5 separate regions of the Mus musculus genome follow, and regions 1, 2, 3 and 4 are each linked to region 5. A link is a contact called in public Hi-C and HiChIP or PLAC-seq data. All regions are on one chromosome and are shown on one strand. The core of a region is the stretch at or near the end of the contact, and the rest is flanking DNA. Distances in the headings are between cores, read along the strand shown.

Region 1 (5,221 bases), core at 2,696-5,195, 400 kb before region 5:
CTGTAATCATTCAAAGGAGCCAGGAAGATCAGAGTGGGAAATAGGGTGACTAAAAGAGCTGACAGTGTTATGGAGACACCTGAGTATGCTGTGGTAGATCAGCTTCGGAGTTAGTGACATTATCACCCAATGATGTTCCATAAATCCTTGCAAAAGGCACTGCTGCCCAGGGTCCTTCTGGGCTCAAGGGAAGGAACCACACTGATTTTGTTGCCTCTAAAAAGATCTTACTATGACCTGTGACAGAAATAGTATTATTTTAAAATAGCCCAGATAAAAGAAGACTTCATTTTCATAGCAGAGTCAGGCTAAATCTGCAGCATGTGAGAAGATGAAAGATGTGCCCATGATTTTTGAATAAGGCTGAATTATGTTTTTCCTCTGCTATGGTGTTTCATGGTCCCATTGCTGGGCAGACATGAGTGAAAATCTACTCACCTCAGATAGGGAACTGACCAAACCACTCATACCACTCAAAGTCTAATTTGGTGAACCAATGAGTTTTCTTGGGGTTACTGACAGTAATATGTGTGAGCAGTTACTTATAAGTACATAAATGGTTCAAAGGAAGCTGTAGCTCTCTCCCCCTCCCCCAGCATGTGAGACAGCTCACAAAATCTAGAAACCTGGAATGCACTACAAGGGGTTAAAATTGCCTTTTCCTAGTAGCTCAGGAGGTTTGAACCTTTTCCAGGTTCCACAGTTGGCTGGTCTTGTTTCATCTAAGCAGTTTGGCTAATCTCAGTTTCTTCCAGGATCCTTAGTCACAGTATCTTCTAAGAAACTCAATTTACTTACTCTTAGCAGTTTTCCCTGCTTATAAATTCCTAGGGAGAGGTCTGGTGAGTCCAGTCAGTTTCAGGAACTTCCTGAAGTTATCCTAGTTGTTTACTTCTGGTCTTAATGACACTTCCTTGTCATTAAGGATGACTGTTTCACCTCCTCCTGAAACATCCTGTTGTTTCACTTCCTTGTTAAACATCCTGTCCTAAAATATGCTGTGTTTCTACTTTCCCTTTATATTCTGTCTCAGGAAGTTTTCCCCTAAGATGGAGGGTTTTAACCTGGAAACTGCCTCACAGCATATGAATAAATGGCATATTGCTAGATTTTGTAAATGGCAAAGTATTTTTGGGGGTGGGGGCATAAGAATAGGGAATTTTTCAGTATGGCTCTGAGCGCTTAGAGAAACTTTATTCCTAACATATTACATTCTATGCTCTTGGCATTTCTCAAGTTAACTGAGTTCTAAGTGAATTCATAAAAAGCAGAGGTCATCTTATGTTGTTAAAAATGGAAAGACATTCTATAATGTAATGATATAATTCTTATTGCTACCACATAAATGCTATTTTTTTGTACCTGCAGGTTTTAAATCCATTCTATGTGTTCCAAGCCTTTACACTCACTCTGTGGCTGTCTCAGGGTTACATAGAATACTCTGTGGCTATCATCATCTTGACTGTTATCTCCATTGTTTTGAGTGTGTATGATTTGAGACAGGTAAGAATTGAAATTGTGGTTAGATTCCATTTATATTTTACTTCTGGGTGAACAAGCAAAGCCCATAGAATTTCTACCTGGGGCATGGAGTAACTATGTCACACACAATTCATAAGGCAGCAGCAGGCAATCTTATTATAGGGACACTTTTGGGATAGGGTTTTAGGAATACCAAATAGATCTAAACATCTTTTCAAAGTTTGATCATCAACTGGAGGCTTCACTGGATGTGTTTAGGACTCTGATGTGTGTGAGTTAGATGTGAGGAATGCTACATGGATTGATAATAGTCTTATTCTTAAGACTGGGGAGGGGCAGTGGCTCAAGTCACATATTAACCAAGACACAAGACACTACTTTTAATTTCTTTCTTTTTAGCATAGCAACCAAAAGCCAGGCTGCTAGACCCAAGGATGGATAATATTTGAATGTTAATTGATGCTGCTATGTAATTTTCTCCAACTGAAATAATTCTTTTAATCAGAAATACACGAGATCATTGATTTTTCCAAATCCACACCCAGACAGGGATCCCACAGCAATCCAAAGTATGGGTACCACCAAAGTGCAACTGGGTGAACTAGTGTGTTTTTGGATCACTTACAGGAATATGGTGAAGGGTTACTTACAGGAGCAGATGTTATTCAAAGACAGCTGCATCACCAAGTATCACCCAAGCATGGGTGACAGCTCATAAATAAAGTTGGGAACTTGGAACTGTACAACCTGCAGGCAGCTCAAGAGAATGGAGAAGTGTCCTTTCCAAGGGACTCAGTTGGTCTAAACCTCTTTCAGTCAGATCAGCTAGCTTCTGCTTCTCCAGGCAGCTCATCTGGGCTCAGAGTCTCCTTTGTAGCTTAGCTTCTCTTTGCCTGAAGAGAAACTCTCAGATTTTGTTGCTTATTGTAACAGGGAGGGGCCTAGTGAATCTGGGGACAGTTTCAGGGACTTCCTAAAGCTATTTTGAGTTATTTACCTTCTTGCTAAGGAGCTTCATTGCAAAATAGAATTTTAAAATCTTGGATGGAAGTATTGCATAGCAATATTTAAAGTTAGATAATTTTTAATTTTTAACTCCTTATCCAAATTAAACGTTTGTGGCTGGGCAAATGGCTTAGTAGTTGAGAGTGTTGGCTGATCTTGTAGAGGACCTAGGATCAACAGTTCTCAGCACTTACGTGATAGTTTACACCCAACAATGACCCCAGTTCTAAGAAATCCGGTGCCCTCTTCTGACCTCCAGGAGCACCAGACACCCACGTGGTGCATGTGTATACACGTGGGCAAAACAGATGTACATGTACAATTTAATAAATCTAAAAAAAAAAATGTAATTAAAATGTCTCTTCTTCTTTACAGATTCCCTAAATTACTTTGCCCAAAATAGGGGGTAACATGAGAACAGGAGCTTAAATAGCACTACTACAAAGGAGCCAAGAAGAATAGGAATTAGAAAACAGACACTAATCTCATTAGCAGCTGATATTTGTTTACAAAGCCTAACTGACCTAACTAGTAAGGCATCCTGCAAAGCCACACCAAGTGAGCATACTTCCTTTAATAACTTCTGTCCCCTGCACCCCCAACCATTAACATTGCTTATGATTTCATAGGTCACAATAGGTTCCCATAGCCATGCTATACAGGCGTTGGGCACAACCTATGTAGAATGGGACACATGCAATGGTATAACCTCCCTCCGGCTAACACATCCACATAAGAAATGGTGAACAGGGTTTCCTGACCCCCAAGTCAAGTATGCTCACTAGTGCATTGAGCACACTCCCCAAAACTGACCTGTGGACTTTGACAAAACAGTAAGATTTGATGGGGGGGGGGGGGAGACTAGCAGGAATAAAGAAAGGAACAGTTAAATCTTTAGGATGAGTTCATTGTTTCTCTAAATTAAAGCTAAGAGCGTCGTAATCTACCTGCCTGATTGCCCTACCCCAAGCTATGCTGCTTGGTAAAAGCTTACCTTAGCGAGGCTAAGAAACACTTGAGCTGTAGTCCCTTGCTAAGAAGTTAGGAGAGTGCAAGCCAGGTAGAAGTACAAACCTTTGAATTGTATTTGTGTGCAGTCTAGCTAGGCTCCACCAGTGAGTGCATCTGCTACCATGGTACTGAGAGCACCCCTTGACACCCTCACCTCTGGCTTTGTCTTCAGTCAGGATCTAGCAAGGCTTTGGGGCATATGAGTTAATGCCCTACTTCCACTTTCTCTGGAGAAAATCCAGCCACAGCTAAAACAGATATCCAGCAACAGATGTGGAATAACAACAGCATGCAAATGAGCTGTGAAAACTGATCCTGGTCCCACTGAAGAGGGACTGTAGAAACCAGAGGGGGCCTGATGAAATTCAGGCAATGAGCTTTGCAGCCATGGCAAGCATCACAGCACTTGCCTACTCCTGGCTGGCTGGTTGTCATAGAAACCCATGCTTATAGTTTCTGAGTACATTAGCTCAAAGAGAATGCTTACATTAGCCTATCCCTGAGTTATTAGGAGATGTAGAATACTCTAGGTCTATGAGATACACTTTTGCTGAGGGCTTACTGTGTGACAGAGTCTGGGGACAAAGAGGAATGCATGGCCCCTTTTCTACGCTGGGAATTGCCTGCCTCATAGGGAAGAATGGACAAGAAGCTGTCATGGAAGTTATCAGTGCTCCAGCACAGGTGTGAAACCAGGAGCAGAGCACTGGATTCCTCCTGGATCTGGTCCTTGTTGAAGGAGGTCATATTTACACAGCATTTCATGTGAATGATTAGAAAGAGACTGCTAGGAGCAAACTGGGCTGAATATTCTAGGGAGTAGCCCGAGCAAAGGCATGGAAGCATGGCAGCCTCCCCAGAATGCTAAGTCTGATAAACAAATTTGGCTTCCTAGCATAATGAGGTTTGAGAATTACAGTCAAGCGCTGTTAACTCAGGCTCCCCCACTTCCAAATGTGTTGATTAGTGTCCCCGTCAGCTGAAGTTATCGTGCCATTGACTCAATGAGTTTGCTGAACAGAAAGTAAGTGAAAGACGTTGAGAAGGAAAAACAGCGCTGAAAGGGAAGTGGAGCTATTTTAAGCATGAAGAGAACGAAAGCACTGAATGTGTGTGGAGTCAGGTGGATGTGGGTTTGATCGGCACCCTCAATGCCTAATAAGTGCATGATTGTGGCAAAGTATTCCAGCATTTTCTACCCCAGTCTTTTTGGCTTCTGTGTTTCTATGTATGTTAGAGATAGGATTTTTGTGGTATCTATCTGTCTATGTATCTATCTATGTATCTATCTATGTATCTATCTATGTATCTATCTATATATTTATCTATGTATCTATCTATGTATCTATCTATGTATCTATGTATCTATCTATTTATCTATCTATCTATCATCTATCTATCTATCTATCTATCTATCTATCTATCTATCTATCTTTTCCTTAGTGTGTACCACAGTGGTTAGTTTGTAGTAGCTGTTTGATATTATGAGTGGTTATAAACATAATCATTTGAGTCTTTTATAATATCTTATGAAACATCTCAGTGAAACCTTGCAGGCTTGGTCCCTAGCAATTTAAACAAACCAGCAGAATGACACTTTAAATCTTGAGGGTAACTTCAGATGTATCTAGATTATTGACTAGTTACCAAGAATTAGTTATTATTCTATTTACCAAAGAAGCTATAGCTTCTGTGGTAGCATTTCACACACACTGTCCATGGC
Region 2 (4,842 bases), core at 1,662-4,161, 450 kb before region 5:
CGAAACCAGTTGAGGACAGACATGGAACTGTGGTTAGAAACCATTGTGACCTGCCATTTGGATGTTGGGAATTAGACCTGAGTCCTCTAGAAGAGTAGCCAGTGTTGTTAACTGCTAACCCATCTCCCCAGCCACTTAAAGACCACCCTTAGGAGTTATGGGTCTCTTTCCTATTGTGTTCCTTGATAATACGATTTTGTTTCTCCTTGTGTATGGTTTTGGCACAAAATTCCTAATGTATTGATTCCCCAAATTGATATTTAAGATAGAGAATGGGAAAGAACACTCCCATGTTTGCAATGTGAGCAGCCATGTGTGTGTTTATTAAAGCCACCTCCATCCTATTGTATCTGGAGAGAATTTGTGGATTGTTTTGGTTCAGTAGGATTGTTGGATGGGAAAATAAAGGGATGGTTGGCTCTACCTATGTACAGAGGGACTGGGCATTTACATGTTTTGGCCATGTACCGACATTCACATGCCTTCTTTACCCATGTAATTGTTGCAAGGTGATTGTAGGCCATTCAGTGAGATACTATAACCTCTCCACTTCCTGTTACATGCTTTATAGACTCTTGAATTCTCCTCCCCTCACTTTTGTAAGCCTTTGAACCTTCCTCAGTACTGCCTTGCACGTGATTCTTTCGAGTGTGCTGTCATTTTGTACTTTTCTGTGCTGTGGGTCCCTAGAGATCTGGGCTGTTCTATCCTTTTGCTGTTCTCTGAGACTGACTGCCAGGTGGCCCCCAAATCCACATTATCTTCTTTCTGGCATTCAGCTGGTTTATAATTGTAGTCTGCTTTTCAGGGAAGTGTGGTCTGAGATACAACCCATCTTTTGGCATAAGTACAGAATACTTCTTCCAAGACTGGTCTCTAGAAACCTTAACATACTGTCCTCCATGTACCCATTCCTCATAAGGGTGTATCTCTAAGATTTTACAAATTGAAGATTGTGGTATCAAAGTAGGAAAGCCCTGAAATGCTAAAAACCATTTTCCCCATGTAGGTAACTCAATAGTATTGATGAAGTAGAATGTTCTAGTAAGGTATAATGATGAGTAGAGACAATAACAAAAGAGGTTTGAGATCTAGATCAGGCATCCAAATCTGGTTTCCCTTTAGACCTAGAAGTGGGTGATGTGAAACTTGTCTCTGCTAAGGAGAACATGACGTGCAGTTCTAACCTGTTCCACCTTCCCCACCCTCTTCATTGAGTAAGACTCTTGCACGAGAGTTGGAGACACTCTATTTCCTCCTGGTCATAAAATCTATGTGCTTAGAGCACAGCATCCTCACATACATTTTCAGAGGGGGGAGAACAAAAGTTAGAAGAAAGAGAGAGAGAGAGAGAGAGAGAGAGAGAGAGAGAGAGAGAGAGAGAGAGAGAAAGAGAGAGAGAGAGAGAGAGAGAGAGAGAGAGAGAGAAAGAAAGAAAGAAAGAAAGAAAGAAAGAAAGAAAGAAAGAAAGAAAGAGAATTCCAAGATAACCTTCCTGGATTAACCTGTCTCCTCAGTGGCCCTTATTATATTGTCATTGTTTAGAGTAAGGTCCTGGGTCCCCTTTAGACAAGCCATGACTCATTGGTGCATTTAATTTAGTCATGTTGCTCAGACACAAAGTTGATACTACTTTAGTGGGTTTGTAGGTAATAGGTAAAGAGTGGCCATGTATGCTTCTCATACTCAAGTCTGAGCTCGACTTGACACTGGACTGCAGCTCCTGGCACCCTATTAGTTTTCTGGTTAATGAGCTCCTCAGCCACTTGACTAGACTGAAAAGCTGTACTCTGTATGTGTTCTCTGCAGTGAGTGACATCTTCCAGGGCTGGGAATTACATTGATTTGTCCTGAATGTCCAGGAGGACACAATAGGCCACTCAAGGAACAGGAGATAATTTTAATGAATGGAAAGAACAGTGCAGTCTTCTAATGCCTTTTACCATAGTCAACTTCCTCCCATGGACAGGAGGACAAGGTTTCCCTTCAGTAGACTAAATGCAAGAAACCACAAAGAAAATGGCAAAATGTTTGTGTGTGTCTGTCTGTCTGTACGTGTGTGCATGTGCATCTCTCTGTGTGTTTGTGTCTGTCTGTCTGTGTGTGTTTGTGTGTCTGTGTGTGCCTGTGTGTGTGTCTGTGTGCATCTCTCTCTCTCTCTTTCTCTCTCTCTGTGTGTATGAGTATGTATGTGTGTAACTACTAATTCACCAATTAACCCAAGAATGGATCCATTTTCTCACCCCTTTCAAGAAAAAATATCAAATTCAGGGGTGATTATTCAGAGGTGGGGAATTCAGGTTATATCCCTAATACTCATCTCTCTTGCTCTGCCTCCTTTCCGGTTTTGTAAACTGTAGAGTCAGGTTCCTCGGCAGTTCATTTTCCTTGATTAGTGCTGTGATTGCAATGAAGGTGATTACCTGCCTCTCACTGGAGGTGGCAGAAGTTGCACTTGGCCTTTGGCAAACATCATCACGAGCCCTCGTCTCAGCCCTACAATTATCACTGACATTTTACATATCAGAAACCAGAAGTTCAAACTATAAGGGATTTATTCAGGGTCCTCAGTAGAGTGGGGATTAGAGCTCCATTCAACCCCTCCCCCCACTCCAGAAGGTGTCCTACAAATCTCTTCTTCCAGTTTCCATCAACACTCTCACCAAGCTAACAGCTCCTCCAAATTCCACAGGCTTCCACAGCACTCATAAGACAAACAGGACTTTATTGTCTTGTGATTTTAGTACGGTGGCCATTTCCACTTCTTGGCAGGGACTACCATGGGCAGCATGTGAAATTACTTTCTAGTGCAACAGCTCCTCCCACCCCCCATCATTCCTTTGGTCTGGAGGCACTTCACATGTAGCTCAGTAAATAAACATTAGGAAGAAAAACACACATCAAGAAGATAAATGAACAGACCAATACTGTGGCCAAGGCGAGGCTCTCCTCAGTCTTCTTTATTGTTCTAACGGGCAAGGTGCCAGCAGGTTTTGTAAGCACCTGAGAACAGCGATGACAAGTAGTGCCTGAATCACAGAGGCTCAGGTGGCTTTGACATTCCCTCACACAGTGGTCAGAAAGAACCTACACACGCTGCTCTTAATGGAGAAGAGCAAGAAGGATGGCCACCAGGCTGTGCTCAATGAAGGGGAGGAGAATGAGCTGGTGAGTGCCCCCTCTTTTTCTGTTTTCTCAAAGTGGGCAAGGGTTGTTTGCAGGTACAGGAAAGCCGAGACTGTGGCAGCAGCAGGGTTGGTTCTGGACCTGGAACAGTTTGGTTCTGGTGACATCAGCGGTGGTGGAGGTGGAGGTGGAGGTGGAGGTGGTGGTGGTGGTGGTGGTGGTGGTGGTGGTGGTGGTGGTGGTGGTACGTGTGCAGAGACTGAGCAAGTTGTTGCTCTGCATGGCTGAGTGAGTCCTTGAGAAGCAACCATGCGCCCTTTCCTGGACACTTTGCAGAGTCCTAGGGATATGTCCTCCAATGATGTTCATTGAGCTTTCTCCCCCTGACCACCCCCTGACCACTATGGCATTAGACAAACTGGTGAAACTGGAAACTTTCTTCTTCTCTTATTCTTCTTCTGCTTATTTGTGTGCATAGCGCAGGCTATGGTGCTCTGGGATGAAGTCACCTATTTATTGAGATCAAGGGAGGCTTGAGGCACAGAGTGCTGGCTGAAGAAACCACACTTAGTCTCAGACTTTAGCACGTTAAAAATTTCTCCTTCTTTTCTGCCTCCTTTTTTTTTCTATTACCTCTTCTTCTAAACTTATTTAAATCTTAAAGAAATAGCCACTAAAATTTCGAAAGCTCTGTAGTGTCCATTTGATGCTGAGCAGTTTATATTTGTGATTTCACTTAATCCTTACAACCCAGTACTGAAGGAACTAATCCTATTTCATAGGAAAGATATCTGAGACGGAGGAGGTTAGGTAACTCAACCAAGGTCATTAGACAGGCTGGAAATCCAGCTCACTCCTTGACTCTTTATATCCCGGCTTGCCCACACTCAAGCAGTGACTCTGCTATAAAGAAGGATGAGAGTAGGAGATGAGAAAAGGAGAGACAACAGGGAAAGCAAGAGCAGAGTGAGCAAGGCCTAAATGGACCCGGAACCTTGGTTCATATATCAGACAGCATCAGGTTCTCATCTGCTCTCTTCACTCCTTAGGAAAAGCCTTACCTATAGCCCTGCTATCCTCGTTTAGTAATCTAATGTCAGTAACTGACTACAGCTGCAGCTACGGTGTGCACTAAGACAGCTACTTCGTGTATTTTTGAGTGCTAGGAAAGTAGCTGGTCCAAACTGAAAGGCCCCCCGATGTGTAAGATACATGGTAAACTTAGAATTTAGCTAAAATATCCCGTTAATACTTTCTGTATTGGTTATGGATTGAAATGATATTTTAGGTAGGTTGAGTTGGATAGAATCTATTATACAAATTCATTCTAGGGTAGATTAAGTTTGATAGAATCTATTATATAAATTAATTCTATGTGCTCCTTTTTACTTCTTATTTGGACTTCTGAGAAATTAAAAACTGCAAATGTAGCGGATTTGCATGCTTCCTCGTACCTCACTGGACTTAGTGATGTCATAGAACTCTAGGGTCTGCTCTGCCCTGTTCACTCTTCATCATCTGCCTTTTTAGATGGAATATTCATTCATTCATTCATTCATTCATTCATTCATTCATTCCTTTTTGCATGGAGATGGGCAGTCCTAAAAGAACCACATTGCTCTTATTGTTTCTTAGTTATGTGTTGCACTTGGTATTTTAGTTGTCGCATTTCCAAGGGCTATGAGAGGACTGAGTAATGGGCCTGTTGCCGGGGGC
Region 3 (4,634 bases), core at 82-2,581, 470 kb before region 5:
GGTAACAGAGGGGTGGGACTCATAATCTGTGTGAAGTCAGCATACAAACTTCTCTTGCTTGCCATTAAGCTTTTCTGGCGAGGGCTTGTGTTGGTAGCTATCGCATTTAAAATCCTGCTTAATTCTAGTAGGAGTTGGGCAAGAGCCATTTAAACAAACATCAGAAATGACCTTGTTCATGCCCAGCCGTTGGATGGGTAATTGTCACAAGAGCTAGGCATCTTCTTTGGTTCCCACGCTGAGTGTAGAAATGGTGATGCACACGTGCATGTTTATTGTGGGTTGCCAGTCCCTTCCAAACGGAGAAACAGCATCGGGGAGCAGGAGCTTCCACCTTAGACACCTTCCCCATGGCATCCACTTGTTTAGTAATCCCTTTCCCTGTGGTCAGCTGGTGCTTAGCGGAGTAGAGTAGTGAGTCTTTGGTAGAGGGCTATTATAATTGAGATTGACAGGTGCTATTCTGTCCTGCCTCCTGTGGTGAGTGAGCCTAAGAGAATAGGTGCAGACCACTAAGGACTCAGCAAGATGTCTTTCCTTAGGTGGCTCTGTATATACACTCTGTTCCAGAATATAGAAAGGAATTCTGGATGAGCTGAGCTAACCCCATCATACTGGCCAGGACAGGCTTAGCTAGACATAGTCCCAACAGTTTTCTCATGATGGGCAGGTATGGTGGCTGGCTCTGTTGCAGAGTTTTAAGTGTTGTCTAGTCTTCTGAGTCCTGGATCTAATTCTAGCTCTAAGGCTAATCTTACAGTAACCCAGAAATCAAGCAGACTTTAGTCCTTACTATGTGAATCTCATGCCCTGCCTGCTCAGAAGCACGGGCGCTCACATGAATAGCTTTAATAATACCCATCTTCCTTATTACTGTGGATGCATGTATATGTACATAAGTACTTAAGAACTGAGTAGTCGGCTGAAAAAGCTTACATAAAATTCTTTGGAAGAAATGGATTCTCATCAAAGCCTCACTTTTGCGTCTAGCTATGCAATTAATTTGCAAGGCAGAGTCAAAAGGCAGATCACATCAGTTGTTCTTTGGAGAATGACAAGCAGGGAGTAGTCACACTCGGTATAAGGAGGAAAATGAGACCACATCTCATCTTTCTTTTAATTTGTTTGAAAAAGGCTAAGGTTTTCTACATCTGCTATATTTAAAATCTTGTAGCTGGCTTCAGTGACCCTGCCTTTTCCCAGTCCAAAGTGTTTGTGAGAAGAGCTACCATTTTTCTGATCCGGGAAGGTAGACTAGGTCTGTCTGGTAAGTACTGAGGTTGGCCAGAAGGTGAAGTTGGCTCTCTGAGTCTTGATTTCTGCCAAGAAGCCTTCCAGTGTTCAGAAAGAAAGACTCTGGCAAGGTCTGCTGCCAGGTCCAGCCTTGACACAGGATCAGGGTTCTCAGCTGGAAGCAGGGATATCTGGCAACTGACTGGCAAGTTTTAAAGCTTGAGGTTGCTCTCTCTGTGTGGCTTGCTTGTAGTTGGAGGCAGTGCACACTTTGGCTCCCCCCCTTGGGCTGGAGGTTGCGCTCTTGTATGCTTCCTTTCTTGCACTCACACATAACACACACATAACACACACACACACACACACACACACACACACACACACACACACACACACACACACACACCTCCTCTGCTCGCTCTCCTTTCTTTCTCACACACACTCCCTCACCTTTAACTTGCCCCAGTCTTTTATTGTTACTCCAAAAAGCAGGTAGAAAGACATTGTGTAACCATTACCAAATGTGTCAAGTTCAAAAGAATGATCACATCTCACAAAGAATCAAGAATTACAATTGTTCCCCAAAGTTTCAAGCTTTCCCTATTCCTAGGCCCATGGCCAAAATAATAATTGCAAACGTATCATTATTTAAACCTTAACTTATTATACGTTTACCTTATACTTCAGAGCTCAGAGCTCTGAGGTCAGCTACATGCGGTTTTCTGTGAAGCTCTAATGATAAATGAGATGGGCAAAGCTGCCAGGCAGTGGCCAGAAAGAGTCAGGTTAACCCTTCAGTCAGCAGTTCCACTAGCTTTCTGCTTCTGCACATTGTACACAATGATTCTATAGCTTTTTCCTTTCTGAATTAAAGTATCCCGTGTTTGTGTTCCCTTATTCCATTTGATTATGTCTCTTATACTAATGATTTTCATAGTTTCAATAAATTTCACTTTCTGGTAATAGACACTGTATGACTGTAGTAGTACATGGCTCTGTCTCATTTTCTAATAATTTCTTTGCAAGTCAGACATTAATCTGAAACTACCATTGTGCAGTTATTGCATTGTTTCCAAGATGAGAGCGCACAGCACGCACCTGGGCCATTAGGACTGTGCTGTGCTGTGCCCCGTGCCTCAATTTTTGATAGTTTAAGAATCATTGCACCAAGGAACATCTAGTTTCACAGAGCAGAAGGAGAAAGAAGTAGGAAAGCCAGATATAATAGAGTAATTATGCACACCAAGGTCACTGAAAGGCAGTCACACACAAATGAAATCTATGCAGCCATTGTTCAGGACTAAGGTTAGGAGAGATGGGAATAACTTTTTTACAAATGTGCTGCTCACGGGCTTCTGAGATGTCTCCATCCAGGCGTGCTTCAGGTAGTTTCTTATTTCTGATGGCAGGTCCCCTAGAAAGATGTTTCTCCTGCCTCACAAGGTCCCAGACACAATCTATGTCATGGTATGCTGTCTCCAGCAGTAATGAATCTCATGTAAACAAAAATAGGCAGATTTTAGTAATCTACATCTTCTATAGTTCCTCATTAAGTCTGTCTGTAAAAGATACACTGGATGGACACCAAAGTCAGGTATTTTTGTCAGGTTCTTATTTTCTGTTATGAAATTAACTAAGATATTCAACTTCTAGACAAAATATGATAAAATGGACCCCCCCACACATACACACACTAACCTTTTCTGTCATTTGTCTTATTACTAGTTTCACTTAAGCTTTAGACTAACCTATGGAATGAAGTGGCAGTCCAAAATGTTTGTAATTATATTTTTGTATGCGTATGGGTGTTTTTTCTGAATGTGTGTCTGTGTACCATGCACATGTGGTACCCTAGAAGGACAGAAGAGGACTGTAGATCCTCTGGAACTAGAGCTACAGATGGTTGTCATCTGCCATGTGGTGCTGGGAATTGAACTCTGGTCCTGGACAAGAGCAACTGACAGCCAGTGCTCCCAACTGCTAAGCTGTCTCTCTAGCCCCAAATGTTTTACAAGAGGCATCACTCTTATACTATTAACAATGCATTTTAGTGATGGCAAAGCATGTGCAGGCAGGGCTTCTGTAGACAACCAGTAGTTAAAAAAGTAGTTCAGCAGGGTGAGGAAAGGGTGCCAGTCCTGCCCTGTCCTGCCCTGCCCTGCCTTGCCCTGCTTTGCCTGCACTAGAAGGGCTGTTGTATAATCCTTACAGCACATAGAAGGAAGGGATTATTATTTCTAACCCAACAGGCTCAGGTTTTCTTCTTCAGTGGTGGGAATTGGACACAGGTCTCAGACTAACGACCTGGCCATAGTCATAGTTATGAAATGAATCTAGATCTCTCTAACCCCAAGACTGAAGCCTCTACTTAGATGGCATAGACCTGTGCTCATGGTTATCAGTGCCTTGCTGAAGAATATCAAAGACACATCGTGCATCTTTCTACACACTCAGTTCTATGAAATGTTAAACATTATACAAAATGTCATTTCATAAGACATGGAATTAGATGTGGTATGGTGTGAAATATAGAATTTGAATGATATTAAATTTAATTTAATTTAGATGTGAGAGTCCCTAGAACTATCTTTGAGGTAGGCTGCTTCCAGCTTAATCCCCAGGTTTTTTTAAAGTACCTCCATCCAGCTGAGTTTCTTAAGTAGGACAGGTTAAGAATATAGCTACAAAACTACTCAATATTTGCTTAGGCTCAAGAATTTTGTTCAGCTGAATCTAAACAAACACTGAAACAGTGATTATGATCTGTGGAACTCATTTAGGTAATTCAATTCACAAAATTATTTATCTTTTATCTTACAGAAGGCCATTATTGAAAACCGAGCTCTGTGGATAGCAGTCAAAAGATGTTTTGGTTATCAATCAAAAAGTCAGTATCGGATATGGCAGAGGAACTTGGCAAATGATTCAAGCTGGCCCCCACTGAACCAAACCTCCTACTCTGACATGCAGGGGGTGTCCTACAGCAACCCGGTGTTTGAGAGCAATGAGGAGCAACTTTGAAGGAAAGCGATACCTAAACAGTTATCAAAATGAAGCTAAAAAGAACCCATTTCAGAGATGTTAAAGCAATTTGACTCAACACTATCAGTTGGAGTTGGGGACTATACTCCCAACTCCCAGGACAAGTTAAATTTGCTCAGGTGGAGTCTATGGAGAACAATGTCCCCAGAAGATGGCATTCCTCCTAGCTTCTGGTGCATTGGTGACACCTATTGAACCAAGAATGGAGCAAGTGTTGCAATGGGCCAAAGGGTTGGCAGATATCAGAAGGAAAACATATCTTCTTAGAATAAGTCTTTCTCAAAAATAAAATAAAATAAAATAAAATAAAATAAAATAAAATAAAATAAAATGAGGGAAGGTCACACAGTGTGTATTCA
Region 4 (5,189 bases), core at 1,903-4,402, 340 kb after region 5:
GGCAGGCGGCCCGGAGCTGCGTGAGTCAGTTTTGCGCTGAATCTCAGCATAATGGAGGAAGGGTGCTATTTTGGGATAACAGGCATATGATCAGCTCTTTTTTGAGCAGATTTCACAGGCCATGATGTTTGCAGAAAGAGTGACTTTCCAGAATACTTCAGTCTCTGCTGCTTGAGCACAGAAAGAAACAGTTTCATGGAGTGGTTGGCTCTCCCGGAGAAAGGTTTTTCACGTTTGATATCTAAAGCCCCGTTAACCATGTTAACAATGGCAGTGGCTACAGAGCCGTTTAACGGAAGATGCTTGTGTGTAGCTAATAAGCTGCATGCTATTATTTTAATCCAATGGTTGAAGTAAAAATGGAAGGTGTGGAGACACCATGAAACATCTGAAGGATGGTATCTCGGGAGCCCTGAATGAGTAGATCTCCCTGCCTTTCCTTTCCCCACCTCGCACACCCATAGAGCCATTATTTGATTTGTTTGTGTTCCTCGGCTGAGTTCCAAGGGAAGAGTCAGGTTTGGATTGGTTATTAAGAAGGGAGCTGCTAAGACTGAGTGCCAGTTTTCTTTCTTTTCCACATGCAATGTTATGATTATCTGCACTGCCCAGATTATAGAAATGGTCAAACTACAAGCATTATACAAAAGGTGTCATAAAGGTCATGTTTTCCAGGATGCTAAAGTTGGGGAATCTGCTTCCCACTAGATGTGCTATGGACAGTATGGTGCTATGAATACACAGGTCTCAACCTTGTTTCCAGATACTCACACGGTGGAATGTTTTCTACTTCATGGTGTAGCCGAATGTTTGGACAAACTGTTTATACTTACTTAGGCCAAGAGACCAGAGGTCACTATTAGAGCTAACTTGATACATCGTGAACTGTGTTAGCTTCCTTCTTGCCTCTTATCCTTTTTCCCATGTTTCTTTGTTTCTGGAAATTTCATCAATTAATACTTATCTGTAACTGAAGGCTCTTTGATAAGTGCGAGATGCAGATGTGTCCTAAATGCTTGCTCAGTGTACCCTGTTGTATGCAGATGACTAACTACACAGACATGGCTTTCATTAAACTGCTCCAAGGATACTTGCATTTCCAAGAGCAACTCAAATCTGACGTGTAAATCTGCAGCAGCTATGATGTCCCCTACTGTAAACAAGGGACATTGGTGTTCCTCATTCTGTGCCTGTTTGTCCTTCCAAGCTTGAGCCTGCAAATCACATTGTCACTGTCCTTTTTTTCTTCTTTTGAGGTCATTTATGTATAGAAATATATGCAGTAGCCTCTAGACCCAGGGCCTCTGCAAAATGGCCACTGGTACAACCCAGGTAGAGTCCTTGCTTTTCCCTTAAACATTTTCTTAAAACCTCTTCTTACATCTTATATCTTGTCCCTCTCCAATCATTGTTTATTCACAGTGTTCTAAATTACAGATATAAGTTAGCACGCTTTCCAAAGTAAAGCCCCAACTCACTTCTAAGCGTATTCATTTCTCCGTGGTGTTTATATCTTGGAGTCAGGCAGACCTGAGCTCAAATCTTCATTCCGCCCCTTTCTCTTCACGTGACCTTGGGTAACTAACTTCTGCATCTTAAAAGGTAAGAATGACAAGTGTGACGTGTAGTAAATTGACCTCAGTTTCTCAATACCTGACTTTTTCCATTGATTGTGGACAAGATCCTTCCTTGATCCTTGCTTAGTGCCCTTTAGTGGCATTCTTTATTCTGAGATACCCATCTCTTCTCTGTTTCCCACGGGAGCATCTTTAAACACAGTCACTTTTCTGCATCTACCATTTTCTCTTGTCTGGCTCTAATAATACTTATTCTTGCATTGAGGACTCACAGTTCTGTGGAGGGACTCCTTATGCCTTCCTGCCCTTTCCTTAGACCTTGAACACTAGATCAAGGCTCTGACTATCTGACTGAGATGGGGTTCCCTGAGAGGATCTTTCTTGGCCATCATTGCATCCCTACAATCTAGGGCAATGTCTGACACAAGGCAAGTGTTTAATGCAACCGACAAGAGAGCTCAGACAATGTGACAGCCAACAGTCATCACCAGGCGATAGGGACCTCACTTCACTGAAACAGCTCCATTTGCCATTCCCTTTTGCTCCAGTGCCCTTTTGATTTTATGACAGCTGGCTTGTCTAACTGCCTAATTTTATATGTGAGATCAACCCTAAGGGAAAACCACACATGGATACAGCAGGAAGGTATCAGACTGGAGTCCAAATCAGAACTTACTATATGAGACAGCTAAAGAAGAGGATGGGCTGCAGGGTGGTACTGTACATATCTGCAAACTTCCCATAGGCAGGAGGGAGGAAGGTCATGGGAATGTTGCCAGCGTCATATGGCAGGCCCTGAAAGATTATATCCAATGTCCGTATACTAGTTCTAGGCTCTCATAAATGTGGTATTCTTGGGAAAGGATCTTTGATGATGTCCCTCCCCAGGTAAGACCATTCCTGCAGATTTGGGTAGATGCTAAATCAAATTAAGAACTCTCTTGAAGAGGCACATGGAAGGCTTATCTGTGAAGACGGAGGCAAAGAGCCTACTGGTACATATTAGTAAAGTGTCAACACCCCTTTCTCCAAGGCTGTGTCCCCAACAAACACCTGGAGAACACAGCCACGTGGACACCTCGATTTTGAGCAGGCTGCTTCAGAACATTGCCTGTGAGGCCGAAGGTTTGCATACCTTTTAGCTATAGGCATGCAGCAATGCAAATGTCATTCTGAGGTTGAATTAGGTTTCTTCTGAGCATATTCCTTTTATTTATTTATTTATTTATTTATTTATTTTCAATCTTTCTGTAATAGATGATGTGACGTGTGTGTGTGTGTGCGTGTGTGTGTGTGTGTGTGTGCGCGCGCGCCCATGCAGTTTTGCCTTTCCTTGGGCCTCCCCTTTCCTGGGGTTCCTATCCCACAGAAGGCTCTAACACTGCAGGACTCACAAGCGTGACCTAGAGGCGAGGAAGAAGTGTTTGCTGGACGTGGAAGTGCTTTGCGGAAGTATGGTCATCTTGCTGACTAATAAGCACGAACTTCCCGGAAAATACGGGGAATTTGTGGGTGTGTTCCTGCGAAGCCATAGGCTCGCCTCTGCCTCGTTTAGCTGTGCTTTGCTGCCATCGTGTGGTCGCTCTGGTACTTGTCAGCGTTCCGAGTTTTGTAGCTCAATGCTTTATAAACTTTTAAAGATTTATAAACAGGAATTTTCTTAACAGAAAAAACACACTGCGACTATAACCCATGTTTCATATCCAGCGGGGCTGGACATTTGCAGCTGACACTTGCATCGACATCTACAGCTAAGTTATGCAAACCTTCAGCCTCATAACTAATATTTTGGAACAGCCTCCTCGAAATCAAGGTATCCATGAGGCTGTGCTTTTCCGGTGTTTGTGGATACAGCTTTGGAGTTCTGACTTTGCGTTGTTAACGTTCTTACCTTAGAAAATGTTGGAGACTAGGATTGGTAATACCATTTGAAGAATTACAGCAGTTATGTTTGTTTGTTTGCTTGTTTTTCGAGACAGGCGTGTGTGTGTGTGTGTGTGTGTGTGTGTGTAGCAGGTGATAAAAAAACAATCACAATTCACTGAGCATCTGTTATGAGGAAAACTCAGCTCAGAAGGCTTTGTGTGGCTGACCCTACTCAGCATTCAGAGGTCAGCAGAGGTGCGGCTGCGTTCCACATTGGGTGGCATGGACTGGGGTAGGACCAGAGCAGTGGTCCCAGGAGCTTACATTCCTAGGAAACATTCACACTGTACAGAAGCCTCCTTTGAGGCTTGGTTTCAGTTCTGCTTGAGGTTTCTGCACAATCAAAGAAAAACTTAAAATATATACAGCACCCCAGTATGGCATAGAGTGTCGAGCTCAAGGCTGCATTTACGGCCCATCGGGCCTTAACTTGCCCAAGCTTATCTTGGGAGCAGCACTTTATTTGATAATGAACTGTGAACAATGGTTTCTGTTTTATATGGATCGCTGTAAGTGTGGAGACCTCAAGGATCAAGTATTTTAAGCTTATTTCCGTAAGCAAGACAAGGATTCTATTCCAATTAGCATTTTGTGAGGCCTAGCACAAAGCATCTACGTCCCCCTGGCTGCTGGCTCCTGCAGGGAAAATCTTCCTAAATCTTCACGGAAAATCTCCCTGAAGCACAAAGAGCTAGAAACATTCAGCCCCGAAGCAGCAGCCCGTGTCCAAATGGAACACAGGACCTTATTTTCAGAATCGATCTCTGATAGTTTCAAAGAACAAAAACTTTGAAAAATGTAATCATACTGAGATCTCGCACAAGCAAACACATGCTGCACACACACTTCCCTTCATTCTGAGATTAGATCAATTTATTTACCAGTCTGTGTGTGTGTGGGGGGGGGGGGGGACTGAATCTGTGGAAAAAAGAATTGTATTCCAAGTAGCCTGCCTCAAGTGTTAACTGCTGCCGCGCATGCGCGAGCTTCCTAGTAGCAATTGGTGATGGTAGAGTTGAGTGCTGAGCAACTGCATAGGTTCATTCTGTTTCAGCAGCCTCTACATGCACTTGCCGACTGTGACTTGTGGCCGCTCAGGGTGTAGCTGTGTTCACACTGTCACTGGTCCACTCCTAGTGGAGGTGGTATCCCTAGACGTTACCATGACAGCTTTCCTCCTTAGGGAGTGATAAGATAACGGTTAAGTCCCCGGCCCTTCCTCATTTGATGCAGATGCTGCATTAAAACACTAACAGCTGCTGCAGACAAGAAAGGAAATCAGGATTGTGTGAATGAAATCCTGACATTGTGCACAGGGTGAATGTGGGAGTTGTGAATTTGAAGGGATGAGGAGCTGGGGGAAGCAGCACTGACTCCTTGGAGGTCAAACTGTTTAACTATCCACCAGCTGCTTGGTTTATCATCGGTGTGACTGGCTTGGTTGGTTGAATGTTTCTAGGGATCTCTCTCTCTCTCTCTCTCCCTCTCTCTCTCTCTCCCTCCCTCCCTCCCTCTCCCTCTCTTTCCCTCACTCTTTCTCCCCTTCACCTCCCTCTTCTCCCCTCCCCTTTCAATTCTCTAGCAGTCTCTTGTTATCCTTCTTATTTTTATAACCCAAGTTGCAACGTCCCTGTCTCATTATGGCTTTATTTATTTTAGACTTAACAAGGTTTCTCTTTAACCTGT
Region 5 (5,238 bases), core at 290-2,789:
ACAATGCAGTGTATGTAAATGCAGGGACACACACACACACACACACACACACACTCACCCCAGGACCCTAAAGTTTGTATCAACAGTGGAAGCTGATACAGCTAATGGCTACTTAACATGCTACTTAACGTGTCATTCTTTATAATAAATGGTGTCCGTCCAGTCTTATCTCACCTAATTCTTAAAGCAGCCTATGAAGATGTAATGGTTATCCTATTCACATGGGTAAGTATGGCAGGGCCTGGATGTCCAGGTCTTACAAGGTAATGTGAGTTTTCAGTGATGAGAACTCAGGTAAGAAAATTAAAGGGGCCGATAGGACCACAGGCTGGGATAGAGGACAGTTCACCATTGTTCCTAGGGGTCCATAGGCCTCCTTAAGTGTGTGAATCACATGAACATTAAAACCACATCTGCCATTTGGTCTTGATAAACTAGACTTGGACTACAGCAGTCTTGTCTTGAAAACCCTAGTTCCAGTGGGGACATGGGTGAGGGTGAGGGCTAAGTCCCAGGACTCATCCCAGTCATTCCGGTCTGGCTAATAGCGAGTGCTCAAATTCTATTTGCCAAAAGGGAGACTCCCTCTCCCACTCCCATCTTCCTTGTACCCTGGGGCAATTCATTGTTTTCCTTCCCCCACATTCCGCATTTGGATTCCTATCTGTCTGAGAGCAGGTTGGCTCTCATTAAGGCACTATATGTTAAGTTGAATGAGCTGTTACCCAGGCAAACTAATTACCAAGGGCAAAGGTAAGGAGGATACTTGAGTGGTTAATTGGAAGTATCTATACGCGGCATGACTGGCACCCCTTCTTGATTCGCTGATTTTATCATTCTAGGCGACAAAGGACAGAAGGTACATTTTATATTTTTCCACCAAGCAAAGGTACTAAAGTTCTCGGGATGGACATTGGAAAGGCGCCCACAGACACGTTTTCGCCCGGGACACCGCCCTAAGATCAGAGTAGGAAGACTCCTTTCTCCTTGGATGCGCTTGGCAAGCCCTGCCCCTAAAGAGGGGCGGGGGTGGAGGTGGAGAAAGAAAGCGTCCACACCACGCGCGTCAGCCCGAGTACGGACTGGCAAGTGATCCGGGCGCGCGAACCTCTGCCATTTATTTATTTATTTTCTTCCCACCGGGTGCGCTGTCCCTTTAAATGGGAATGCTGCTGCTGCTGGCTCCGTAACACCGGAGCCGGCAGCTTGTTGATTTCAGCGCTGGTGAATTTCACATTGTTTCCACTTCACTTTCCTTGCCCCCGGGGAGGCTCGAGTCCACTCCCGGACGCCGCCACCGATCCCGGCAGGACTCGAGGAGGGCAGGGGCCCGCAGCGGCGCAGCGGGCGGGGGCGGGAGGACCGGGGGCCGGGGCCACACGCGCACCTCGCCGCAGTCGGGCTCCTCCCGCGAAGGAGCGCGGCCGCCCCGAGCGCAGCGCGGCGCGGGGCCCGTCCAGAAGCCAGCCCGCCCACGGGCCGGGCTGCCCAGCCGCGCCGGGAGGCCGGGGCGGGGTGGGGGGCGGGGGTGGGTGCCGCGGCCGCCGCGGAGCCGCCGCTCGGCGCGTTTTGCATGAAGATGGCGGCTCCCACCGCCAGCAAGGCAGCCTCCCTGGGCTGCAACAACAAGCCTGCCTTCCCGGAGCTGGATTTCAGGTCTGGAGCTCGGGTGGAGGAACTGAACAAACTCATCCAGGAATTCACCAGGCACGACCAGCGGGAATACGACGACCAGAGAGCGCTGGAGATCCACACTGCCAAGGATTTCATCTTTTCCATGCTGGGTAAGGAGAACGGGGAGGATGTGTGAGTATGCGTGTGTGCGCGGGTGTGATGGAGCGGGTGGAAGCTATGGTCCCCGCTCTGGCGTTTGCCCGGGGTGTCACCCCTGGTTCCGTGAGGTCCCCTTTCCTCTCCACCGCCAGCTCAGCTGCCCCCTCCGCTCCTGCCTGCTGCGCTCGGCGCGGGGTGCCCCTCTCCTTCCCGATCGCCCGCTCTTTTGTTGGTTCCTCGGCCGCGGGGCTGGCGGGCAGGTGAGGCGGCGGCGGGAGACGCCTCCCGGCTTGGGGAGTCCCCAAGCGGCTCCGGCCGGCTGACACCGGCTCTCCTGCAACCCCGGGCGGCCGTGGTGGAGGCCGACCCGTGCTGGAGCGACAAGTTGCTTCTGTCGTGGTTGCGGCGCGGCGCTGTCACGCCGAGCCCCGGGTGGCCAAACTTGTTGGGTGTTCCAGAGTAACCCGCGGAAGTAGTCCGGGCGCCCGGAGTTGCCTCCAACTTTGATTTGCAAATCGACTTCCCTTTGAAGGGGTCGGAAGCATTTCCGGTGCTTCTCCGGGTTGTTGCTGAGCTGGAATTCCTAATTCCTTGCTTGAACACGACCAAGCTCAGAGCTCTGGCCGCGGAGGAGCGCTGTCCCCCTCGTCTTTGTGTATTGTCCTACTGATGGCTAAGAGGTGCTCAAGTTTCCCACTCTGGGCAGCCCTGGGTTAGAAAAATTTCTCCCACCGTATCCCCCAGCTCTTCACCGACGGGTCTGGAAAGATGAAGAAAAATAATGGGTTCCGGGGATCCAACCCTATCCCTGGCGTCCTGCGGTGGGATTATTGCTTCTGAGTTGTAGAATGAGCATCCGCTGCTGGGAGCCTCGAGTGTGTAGCGCTGTCATGCAGCAGTGGTGGCCCCGTGGTTTACATTCAGCAGGGCTGGACTGGAGGAGCCTTGCTCTCCAAAGGTTTCCACAGTCAATTTTTCAGATAGTGGTAATTGTGATTGACAAAGGCCTTTTAACTACAGGACAGAGTCTTTGCATTCTCTTGGGATCTAACGAGATTGCACTGTTGTTTCTTCCTACCTTATTCCCTCCAGATACCTTTTCTTGCCTCTCTTAGCTCAAGTCGAAGTGATACCGATTGAATGTGGTCCACTGGTCCTCTGAAGAATTAAGCAAGTTGGATGGGCCGTGTTAAACGCGGGAGTATGTTTTCTTTCTCCTGCTCACTCCACACGTATATTCTAGGTATTCTAGGTGGGGAATGTGGTTGAAAGATCCATATTTGGATGTTTGACTGTTTAATTGAATTATTATTTTAATTCACGATGTGGTGGGAGTCAGCTTTCAGAAAGGAGTGTAAAAGCCCTTACAAAGCCCTCCATATCTTAGAACCAAACCAGTGATTGTCAGAAAGACGGGTGTTGGGGGTGGGGTTAGGCGCGCACACAGAAAGCTCAAGGCAGTTATTTAAGTTGCTTAACCATGGTCTTTCTCTTTGGCATAGCTAACCACTGCCTGCCATTATGGTATATTAGCCCCCCACCCCCACCCCCTTGTCTGTGTGTAGAGATAGTGGTGAGGAGAGTCATGGGAGGTGATGGGGAGAGTAAGTTTAAATGCCTGGCTCAATGGGGACTTGTGCACGGTCCCTTCATCCGATACAGTGAATTAGTCAGGTCTTAAGTCACATACAAAAGGTAAATTATTCCAGGGCACTTAATTTATGCGTGTGTTTAGTGTCACCAGTGGCACTGCCGACAGGTAAACAAGATTTGCTTCCCTCCCTTCTCAGTCCTTTGACCTTGGAAGGGTTGCTTTCCCTCCCCTGGGACTTTGGCATTTCCACCTGCCGGAGAGAGACTTCAAGAGTAGCATCTAAGCCCTTTGCCCCTCTGGGTACTACCGGGCAGATGGCGAAATGAGCTTGCCTGTGTGTGGTACTGCATTCATTTTCGAATCCCTTGGTTTCCTTTAATGAGGTGCTGGCTTTTCTAGGCCAGCGAAGGTTTAGCGACAGCCAGGGTCTCCATGTGGATTTACTTCTCTCTAAAGCAGATTCTCGCTTGGCTTGAGAAACAAAATCTCTTTTTTTTTTTTTTTTTGTACACTTTCACTTGCTGTGGTCTGGAGTCTTTCATGAATATGCAGATAGGGTGTCTTGATGACCCCACCCCCAAGCTTGTTAAGGTGGTGTCACTTGGGTGGCATCAGGCCCTCGGTTTAGGGAGCTGTTGGGGGTAGTCCTCTTGGCTTTGTTCTGTCTCTTGTCTGAACTGCACCTGAGGATTTTAAGCAGTTAAAAAAAACAAACAAAAAAAAAAAAAACCGTTATCCTCTCAGTCAGGATGAGATGGCAAAGGCGTTTGTCCAATCCTCTTTAATGGAAATGTGCATAATGCTTCTTCCAGGCACAGGCAGTTGGGGGCCAGGGTTGATGGTCAGAGGACCCTATCTGTGCTACAAGGTTGTTAGCTTGGAACGAGGCCCTTGTAGCTTCCCATCTTTTCATTTTATCTAGTCTTCTTTTTTGGGGGGGGGAGGCTCTGCAATGAGTGAAGGAAGCAGCCAGTGCACTCAGTAGCCCCCCCCCCCCCAGCAGTAGGATACCCACTAACCTGTGTAAGCAGGACCTGCACAGGCTAAGGCTGAGCCCATTGAGGGTCATGGAAGACTCTGGGTTCTGTTTGTGCTGTGATTCCAGTGCCTTTGGAGGCCAAGCATCACTTCAGTTTCTCTACACCTTGTTCTTTCAGGAGAACGATGGCTGTTATTATCTAGTTAATATCTGAGAGACCTCGGAGTGTGTCGAGAGGCTGGAAGTCCATAATGAACGCCGTTTATCAAAATTCATAGAAATCATCAGAGTTCATTCATGTTTTAATAATATTTGATATTTGCATACTCTCTCTGCTGGATCTTTTGTTACCTTCCTTCCCTAGTGAAGTCGGATGGAAGAGTCCGTGGTCTTTCTGTGGAGCACACGTGGAAGAGAGAGTGTGCAGGAGGTGAAAAAGGCAGGAAGAGATGTGTAGTCACCAACAGACCAGGGTTTGGTGCCGTGGCCTGGTCACGAGAGCAGCTGTCAGTTGCTGACCACTTTCTCAGGGCAGGAGCTCCATGGGGTCTTTCTGAGCAGGGGCTTCATTCCCACCCCATAGGCGAAGATGCTGAGAGGTAGTGGGATAAAGAGACCAAAACGAGTGGGTAATAAATCATAGTGACTCAGACACGCTCCTCTCCTACTTGAGTGCATTCATCGTAAAAAGCACGGGATTCGGGCAAGAGAGAGCTTTGTTTTGAGAAAGCACTTGTTTCAGGGTTTTTGCTTCTGTTTCGAGCTGAGAGTCTTCACGTAACGCAGGCAGCCTCTGCAGTGATTGCTGAAGCAAGCACTCGGAGCTCAAGTGTTTTATTCCATGGCAAGATCACCTATTTGAATTCTTGATTGGGAAAAAAAAAATCACAGT

Evidence for each region. A called contact is a pair of places that touch in the nucleus more often than the background predicts. HiChIP or PLAC-seq counts read pairs in DNA pulled down with a chosen protein or histone mark.
Region 1: a contact with region 5 is called in an H3K4me3 HiChIP or PLAC-seq map of forebrain, with 4 times the contacts expected there. The contact joins the enhancer-like site here to the promoter of Mb21d2 in region 5. A contact is called at or near these places in 4 of 39 promoter capture datasets (cranial neural crest, hippocampal neurons, liver and 1 more), 2 of 484 Hi-C or Micro-C datasets (cerebral cortex and nephron progenitors) and 5 of 115 datasets of contacts at active chromatin or transcription factors (astrocytes, embryonic forebrain, embryonic limb bud and 2 more).
Region 2: a contact with region 5 is called in an H3K4me3 HiChIP or PLAC-seq map of forebrain, with 5 times the contacts expected there. The contact joins the promoter of Atp13a5 here to the promoter of Mb21d2 in region 5. A contact is called at or near these places in 4 of 39 promoter capture datasets (the 3T3-L1 cell line, cranial neural crest, hippocampal neurons and 1 more) and 6 of 115 datasets of contacts at active chromatin or transcription factors (astrocytes, embryonic forebrain, embryonic hindbrain and 3 more).
Region 3: a contact with region 5 is called in a Hi-C map of cerebellum, with 2.2 times the contacts expected there. The contact joins the enhancer-like site here to the promoter of Mb21d2 in region 5. A contact is called at or near these places in 5 of 39 promoter capture datasets (cranial neural crest, hippocampal neurons, liver and 1 more), 3 of 484 Hi-C or Micro-C datasets (cerebellar granule neurons, cerebellum and cerebral cortex) and 7 of 115 datasets of contacts at active chromatin or transcription factors (SST interneurons, astrocytes, embryonic forebrain and 4 more).
Region 4: a contact with region 5 is called in an H3K4me3 HiChIP or PLAC-seq map of forebrain, with 4 times the contacts expected there. The contact joins the enhancer-like site here to the promoter of Mb21d2 in region 5. A contact is called at or near these places in 1 of 39 promoter capture datasets (hippocampal neurons), 5 of 484 Hi-C or Micro-C datasets (cerebellar granule neurons, cerebral cortex, cortical neurons and 2 more) and 1 of 115 datasets of contacts at active chromatin or transcription factors (forebrain).

The regions. Positions count from the first base shown.
Region 1 is chr16:29,330,230-29,335,450 of GRCm38.p6, reverse strand. Atp13a5 (ATPase type 13A5) reads left to right here. Exons shown (of 30, transcript NM_175650.4): 7 at 1,369-1,503. Among named protein-coding and RNA genes, the nearest start is that of Atp13a5, 46 kb to the left of the region's middle. Within about 2 kb of position 3,945, at least 18 of the 459 cell types and tissues checked have an H3K27ac peak or open chromatin away from gene starts, as enhancers often do. A contact at or near this core is called in embryonic limb bud, forebrain and second pharyngeal arch cranial neural crest, where this site is marked.
Region 2 is chr16:29,376,801-29,381,642 of GRCm38.p6, reverse strand. Atp13a5 (ATPase type 13A5) reads left to right here and starts at 2,911. Exons shown (of 30, transcript NM_175650.4): 1 at 2,911-3,168. The coding sequence starts at 3,106.
Region 3 is chr16:29,396,013-29,400,646 of GRCm38.p6, reverse strand. Atp13a4 (ATPase type 13A4) reads left to right here. Exons shown (of 30, transcript NM_001164612.1): 30 at 4,054-4,609. The coding sequence ends at 4,254. Among named protein-coding and RNA genes, the nearest start is that of Atp13a5, 20 kb to the right of the region's middle. Within about 2 kb of position 1,331, at least 2 of the 459 cell types and tissues checked have an H3K27ac peak or open chromatin away from gene starts, as enhancers often do. A contact at or near this core is called in cerebellum, where this site is marked.
Region 4 is chr16:28,591,199-28,596,387 of GRCm38.p6, reverse strand. It overlaps a transcript of Fgf12 not described here. Among named protein-coding and RNA genes, the nearest start is that of Mir690, 6.2 kb to the left of the region's middle. Within about 2 kb of position 3,152, at least 24 of the 459 cell types and tissues checked have an H3K27ac peak or open chromatin away from gene starts, as enhancers often do. A contact at or near this core is called in cerebral cortex, cortical neurons and forebrain, where this site is marked.
Region 5 is chr16:28,925,999-28,931,236 of GRCm38.p6, reverse strand. It overlaps Mb21d2 (Mab-21 domain containing 2), which reads left to right and starts at 1,539. Exons shown (of 2, transcript NM_177718.3): 1 at 1,539-1,784. The coding sequence starts at 1,574.